2 separate regions of the Mus musculus genome follow, and region 1 is linked to region 2. The links are chromatin contacts, called in public HiChIP or PLAC-seq maps. All regions are on one chromosome and are shown on one strand. The core of a region is the stretch at or near the end of the contact, and the rest is flanking DNA. Distances in the headings are between cores, read along the strand shown.

The links. HiChIP or PLAC-seq counts read pairs in DNA pulled down with a chosen protein or histone mark.
Region 1: a contact with region 2 is called in an HNF4G HiChIP or PLAC-seq map of pancreatic cancer cells. The contact joins two enhancer-like sites. A contact is called at or near these places in 1 of 484 Hi-C or Micro-C datasets (the HL-1 cell line) and 1 of 115 datasets of contacts at active chromatin or transcription factors (pancreatic cancer cells).

Annotation. Positions count from the first base shown.
Region 1 is chr11:68,071,007-68,074,659 of GRCm38.p6, forward strand. The region is part of intron 6 of Stx8 (syntaxin 8); the gene reads left to right. Among named protein-coding and RNA genes, the nearest start is that of Stx8, 110 kb to the left of the region's middle. Within about 2 kb of position 1,360, at least 21 of the 459 cell types and tissues checked have an H3K27ac peak or open chromatin away from gene starts, as enhancers often do. A contact at or near this core is called in pancreatic cancer cells, where this site is marked.
Region 2 is chr11:67,818,632-67,822,400 of GRCm38.p6, forward strand. The region is part of intron 2 of Gm40032 (a long non-coding RNA gene); the gene reads right to left. Among named protein-coding and RNA genes, the nearest start is that of Dhrs7c, 22 kb to the left of the region's middle. Within about 2 kb of position 1,295, at least 20 of the 459 cell types and tissues checked have an H3K27ac peak or open chromatin away from gene starts, as enhancers often do. A contact at or near this core is called in pancreatic cancer cells, where this site is marked.

The DNA of each region.
Region 1 (3,653 bases), core at 110-2,609, 250 kb after region 2:
CACCATGAAGTATTTATTCAGCTGATGGAAGGAATAGCTGCTGGCATATTCTACAATGTAGAAGAACATGAAAACATTGTACTTGGTAGAAGAAGCCAGACACTGTCTTTCACATGTTGTATAATCCCATTGACTTGAAATATCTGTAATAGGTAAATGCATAGCTGTAAAACTCTAGATTGGCGATCCCCAGGAACTGAAGGAAAAGGCAGTGGATGTGAACTGGAAGAAAGGACAGTGGGTGTGAATTGAAAGAAAAGGCAGTGGGTATAAACTAGAAGAAAGGACAGTGGGTGTGAACTGGAAGAAAGGGCAGTGGGTGTGAACTGGAAGAAAGGGCAGTGGGTGTGAACTGGAAGAAAGGGCAGTGGGTCTGAACTGCTTTGGGGGTAAAGAGACTGAAACTAGACCTAGTATTTGATCACTACTATGAATGTACTAAATGCTCCTGAATTGTTTAAAGTACTACTTCTATGTAGTATTGACTTGACTTCAATAAAAGATAAAAAAGAACAATTCACATTATAAGGTGTGGCAAAGCAGCCATAGTTGATATGTAAATAAGTGAATGCAGGTGCATTCTAATGTAGTGTATAAAGCTTTATTTATAGTGAGAGAAGAGGGGATAGACAGATTTGCTCTGTAGGCAGTTTACCAGCCCTACTACAATGTGAAAGATAATTTTGATAGTGATTGGGGATAGGATAGGTGGGGATGAAGACTGAGCAGATGAGAAGTCTTGGAGTGGGAGAGCAGTTAGCCTGGAAACTATCCCAGTAATCTAAGCAAGCCTCTTCACTGTGGAGGAGGCGCCGACCCTGCCTTACCCTGTAAGGTGGATGGGATTGCGGTCTTTTCCACCTACCCCTACCGTTACTTTTGTATGTGCATTTAAATTTTCCCCTTAAAAAGGATTGGGCACAGTTCCAAATGGAGAGACTCTCTTAATAGAATGAGAGGGCAAGCTGGCGGGGAAGTGGCCGTGAGGGAGAAGAGCACCAAGGCTTCTAAGCATTCACAGGCTTTTCAGCTGAGGTTGGCTCAGCACTCTCTGTTGACTTTAGGACTCTCACACTTGCTTGAATAATGACAAAGATATTTACCTTTTAGACTCGTGTGTGTGTGTGTGTGTGTGTGTGTGTGTGTGTGTGTGTGTATGTGTGTGTGTGTATTCTTTCATAGATAACCTTCACCACTCTTAATGCATTAGCTGCCAACTTTTCCTCCTCTTCCTCTTCCCTCCCTTCTTCCCTCTCCTGTTTCCCAGTGCTGAGATTAGAAACTCAGGAGCTTACAATTACGAGGCTCCCAGATCCCCTTAGGATAGTTAAGTCACACATCCCATTAGTAATAATCTTGAGATGTGGCCAAAGGTGTGACTCAGTGATAGTATCTGTTCGTGCCACACACAAGGCCCTGACTTTAATCACCAGCACCAATAAAAACAAAAGTATTTGTGAGTGAAGTTCTAGATCATTCTTTATAATTGCTCTTATAAAGTTATATACACTATTGCTCTGTGTATTGCATGGATCCTAAAAGAATTTAGAAGAGGTTTTCTGTCCACATTCTAGTGACTCATCTCATACATCCTCCTTTGTAGACTCTTCATGTAAATTATCCTTTGGCTTAAATTTCCCCCTTTCCCAGCGAAATGGAGCCTAGTAAGGAAGCGGTGCTGCCGTGTGTATTGTTTTAACATTATCCTGGACTATGTGCTGTTGGAACTTTCCGATGTGGAAACAGCTGAATTGCTTCTGAGGCTCTCACACACTGAGTTGACTTGAGAACTTAGTGATTAATAAGGCAAAACTATTTCTCTTCGGGCAGAGCCATGGGTTCGGTTTTTCTTCGGGTTAAAAGAACATTAGTCTTCTAACCAGGGATTTCTGCTGTCTTTATAGTGGAACAAATGCTTTTTTCAGATCTAATCCTGGCGTGATAAATAAAGCTCTCTGCAAGGTGCTTGGGAAAGTTGTAAGCAGCTCCCGCGTGGAGAGGCCTTTGTTGTGGAGGAAGAGGCCTAACCTCAAGGGTTAATCAGTCACTGTTCGTGTAGGTCAGAGAGAAAAGTTCACATCTGAGTGGTACTGGCCATCAAGCCCTTTCTTGTGGTTCTTTCCACAGTGATATATTCTTAAATATCCCTTGAGTTCAAGCCTCCCAGATAGATTTATTGGAGCAAAATGTTCCTTGTCCATATGATAAGTTGTGTATTTATTTGCATTGAAACTGAGATAAGTGACAATCAGGAACTCTGTGGTAGCTGTGATTTGAGCAAACATGCTAGTAAGTAATACTGGCCAAGTGTCCAAATGTGCATCTAACACGCTGCCTGGCATATTGCAGATGTTTGTTGATTGCTTATTGGCTGAATGAGTGTAGAGTTTTACGAGGCTGAGTCCAGTATGGTGCTGCCAAGTTGGGCCAGCGTGTGATAGTTGCACAGTCTTCACTTTGTAACTGTTTTGTTAAACTGTATATGTAGATCTTTTGGGTTTCCCTTTACATGCTGGATTTCAGGATTAAAATGTTTTTAAGCACTTTAAGGGGGGTTGTAACAAAGTATATCCTATCCATGGAGCTTGTTTGCTTTAGAGGTTCAAGAGTAATATGCTAAAATTTCCTTTGTTGAATTGAAGCATAAACAGTTGAGTGTTTGCTTGTCAACACATAGAATTTGGTAATTAATTTGTACTTGGGAAACTTGCTCTGGGTTTGAACACTTAGGAAACAAGGTTTCCAAGTATGTCTTGCTCCCAGCCAAGAGCAGCTGTGCCGTACACTGCTTTTCAGGTGGCTTCTCTGGGACATCTGTGAAAACAGACGTCAGTAACTGAGCGTGGCCGAGAGCATGGCACTCTGTAGTGTTCTGTGATATATGGTGGCTGGGGTCTCCACTGGAGTAGAACACCATGCTGACTTGTATAAAAATACTTATTTGACTTAAATTTCATTTCTGCTCAGTAATAAATTGCAAGGATAAACCTCCCAATGTTAGGAGAAAGTGTATAATACACTATGCAGTTTTCATTCAGATAAGCTCAAGGTGGAGAATCGGGAGGTGACGCCTCCTTAATGGCTTTGGTTTGCCCTGTGATGTATATGTCCGTGATAAATTAAGATGACTTTCCTGGCACTTGTGTGATGATTATTATCAGTTACAAATAATTCTGGACGATGGTAGTGCGCGCATTTAATCCTAGCTCTCAGGAGGCAGAGACAGGAGGATCAAGGCCAGCCTAGTCTACAGAGTGAGTTCCAGATAGCACAAGACTATGCAGAGAGACCCTGTCTTGAAAAACCAAAACCAAACCAAACCAAACCAAAAATAATAATAAGAGAAAAGAAAAGGACTTCAGAGTGTGTGCCACTACACAAGCAGAAAGCAGCACTGCAGCCAGCCGGGGGAGGGGACGACACCTGTATGCTCCCCCGTGCTGTCTATCCTCTCGCCAGCCCAGCGAGGTTTTGGGATCTTCTGCTTTCATTCCTCATGCCCTGCCTCCCAACCGCAGTCCTCTCTTACTTCCTATGATTCATAGGAAAAGACAAGATCAGGCTTTTAAAACCAGTTAGCTAATTAGAGGTGGCCATAGGGCAAATTTGAAGTTCCTAGGCATTCAGATGATTAACTGTGGCAATGTAGATTT
Region 2 (3,769 bases), core at 45-2,544:
GTTTGCATAACTAAAGAGTCCTGGCTAGGTGTGTCTGGTTGATCATTGTATCTGTTCTGTTTCTGGGGGGGGGGGCGGGTGAAAGAAGCCTTTCTTGCTTAAGGGGACATGCCAGCTCCCATAAAGTTCCTGCTTGAGGGTAATCTCATGATAAGGTGTCTTACCCATAAGGCTCTACTCTTCCTGTGATCCATGGTGACTTGCAAGTTTGGCCAATGTTGAGAGAGACCTGTGAATACCATTTAGGGTCTGGAATAGGACATTATGAGAGCTGACTGCTGGGTAAACTAACATCTGTGCCTTCTGTCTTGAAGAGGGGTGAGACTGGTTAGGTGTCACCAGTTTTTATATGGACATTCCTTGAGGGACTGACATGCCTGCACACTGAGTTAACCCGAAGTCTGACCCGAAGTTTTCAAACAAAGGAGATGGATGTGAAAGCAAGGCATAGATGCCAGGTGTCTGTCCTGCTTTTGTTATCTTGCAAGCCTGAGTGAGGAGTCAACTAGGACCTGCTGTAATGGGGACAAAGGCCCAGCCTTTGGGTGACTGAGGAAGGAAAGGCTGTCACTAGAAGCATGCATGTGGTCACTGAGGGTTGCATTCTGGCAAAGCAAGGACTCTGGAGTAGGGAAAGGCCACTAGGATTCCACTAAAACAAGCCAGGGAGATCAGCTCTAAGGAAAAAGGACCCTTCTGTGTATGTGAGTTTGCTCTACCATCCCCTGCTAGCTGGCCAAGGGTTTTCTTAAATTGAGGGATCCCAGAGCCTTGGGGGGGGGGGTGGACCTAATAGAAATGATAGGTGGATATCCCAAGCAACCCATAAGTCAAATTTGCCGTCTCCCTCAGGATGCAACGTGTGGCTCTGGGATGTCACTCTGCCACCCTGCCATGGTGGGGCATCTCACTAGCATAGTAAATGAAAGTCTCCAACCTTTATATTGATACACAGAATGAAACAAATAAATGAAATGTTAACAAGGTAGAAACAAAGAGGGGGGGGTGGAAACAGATATGCTATGCAATAAGAGTGGTGACCACCAAGTGGCACTGTTGCTCCAAACACATTTTGCCAACACCTTCCTAGAAATTCCACAAAGCAGCAAGAGTCCATGCACCGTATTCACAATGTCTTGTACAATCGTAAGAAGGATCCCATGAAGGTCTCCTCTCTGCTAGGCTCCCTGGAAAGACTTGCATTCCGTGTCACAGATGGGAAAAGTGAGGGTGTCCATGCTCTGCTGCCTGCTGCTGCTGCTGCTGCTGTGCTGCTCAGGGGAAAACGAGGGTGGCCTGGAGTGACTTAACCCCGAGGACACAGAGTGACTGGATGGTATAAAGGACCTAGGTAGCAGTAGCTGTCCCAGATCCCAGACTGGTTATTCTAAGACGCAGAAGAGATTAAAACACCTCTCAGCTCCATGCTGTGAAAGACAAAGGTGATTAGTTTCTTGTCTTTGCTTCCTGCCCCAAAATTGAAAAGAAAAAAAATCTTTTAAAGTGGACTAAGTAGAAAAGCATAAAGAAACAGATAAATCTATCACAATTCCCAACCATTTTTAGCACATGTGCCCTTCCCTGGGAAGATTAGAACCCTCACTGAGGCACCACCTAAACCCCCAGGTTCCTGCTCCAGGACAGGGCTGTGAGGGGACCTCACAAATTCACGATGGCCAGGCTCAAACAGTCGCTATTTGCCTTACCAGATCCTTTGTTGGCTGCATCTCAGTGTCCCCAGGAGATGGCAGCAGTGGGCTCCCCTGGCTATTGACTATTGATGGGGCTCTGCCTCTGGAGATTGCCTGGCAGGAGAAAATGAGGCCAGGGCTCTTAACTTCCTCAGACTTCCATCGGGTTGCTGTGGTTGCCTGGACAGGTGGGCAGCAGATGTACCCTTAGGCTATACTATGGCTAGACAACTCCTCCCCTCATCCCTGGAGTTCAGGGAGGTTAACGGGTCTTGCTGTTGTTAACCCCAAGGGTGTTTCATAGCCCCTTGCCGGTTTCTGTTAACTCTAGCCACACTGCTTGACTAGTTTCTGCCTTATAATTTCCTAGGTTACCTCATTGCCTCAGAAACAGACCTCTGGCAATGTCTATGAGGATGTCTCTAGAGACTCTAGGGAAGACCCACCCTGAATATGAGTAGCACCATTCCATGGGCTAGGGTCCCAGAAGGGGAGAGTGAGCAGAGCACCAGCAGTCTCCTCTCTGTCCCCACAGCATGGTGAGCCAGATCTGCATAGGAGGAGGGGCTCCCAGGACGTCAGCACCAGCAAAGTGTATAATGCCCAGTCAAGGCTGCCCACTGCCAGCTCTGCCTGGGACTACAGTCAAGATGGTCTTTAACTCAGGATCTCTCACAGGAGTGAATCAAAGGTTGTTGAAGATATACCATGAGCCAATCTGAGTAGACCTTGGGCCATCCTGGTTGTCCATGGCTTCTTGCAGTCACTGTCATTCTGCATGCTGAGACAACTGTGTGAATGCTTAGGAAGTCAATTGTGACTTGGGCAGAGGGAGGGACATGACAGGCAGCAAGAACCCAACCTAGACATTTATTTCCTCAAGTAACTCAAAAGTTTTGTTTTGGGGCTGGAGAGATGGCTCAGTGTTTAAGAGCACTGGCTGTTGTTCCAGAGGTCCTAAGTTCAATTCCTAGAAACTACATGGTGGCTCACAACCATCTGTAACGGGATCTGATACCCTCTTCTGGTGTGTCTGAAGACAGCTACAATTTACTCATGTACATAAAATAAATAAATATTTTTTTAGGAAAGTTTTATTTTAAGCATTTAGATTTAGTGTATCAAATATCCCTCTACCCCACTATCACCCAGGTGGCATGCTTCATTGCCACCCTCGTCCCGTTGTTGGGATAAGAGGACAGCAGTGGCACCAGGGCTATTATGTCCTATCTGCTTAGAAGTAGGGTTGGTCAGCCATCTGATGGCTAATGGCTTAAGCCTGGTCCACATGCCATCTGTAGGCCAGGAGTTACGGGACAGCACTGTCTAAACAGGAACAGAGCAGTGTAGCATCCTTCCCCCAGAGCAAGCCATCTCCTACACTAGCCACACTCTCAGCTTCAGCAATGGCAGATGGCTCGCATGCATGCCAAGAGCATTCAAACTCACTTCGCCAGCCTCACACCGTTGTTGTATCTCTTCAGCCTTTGCAGCCAGAATTGCAAGAGAGGCTACGTGCCTGGAGGAATCCCTCTGCCAACAGGGGGGCAGATTGGCAGGCAGTGCCCCACCCTCTTATGCTTTGAAGACACATGCCCTATAACTACGATGCTTTCCTAAAGAAATGGATAGCTTTCGCCTTCCAGACACAGCAATTCTTTTTTATACATGTGTTGTTCCCTAGAGGAGCCAAAGAACGAGCACATAGGAAAGATTAAAGATTCATTTCCTGCCCGACTTGAATCTTCATCACCTCATGCAACGTTCTCAAGTCTCCAAATCACCTATTGGTTCTATTGTTACAAGAAACACACATACACACACTATGTGTATGTACATATATATCATCAAGGAGGGTAGGTAGCTTAGGCAAAGTTGTGTAGCTGATCAATTGAAAAGCCTGCTGAATGGAGATGACCAGATGGATCATTCAAGTTCCAAGAGCAATAATATATGCTAGAAGTGGTTGAGACTTCTAGTTGCAGTATCAGGCCAGCCATCCTTTTCCCAGTGTGTCTACAATAGTACTTGGGAAGCCATGGGGTGCAAAGGTAAGGAATGTCCCTTAGGAAGCTATG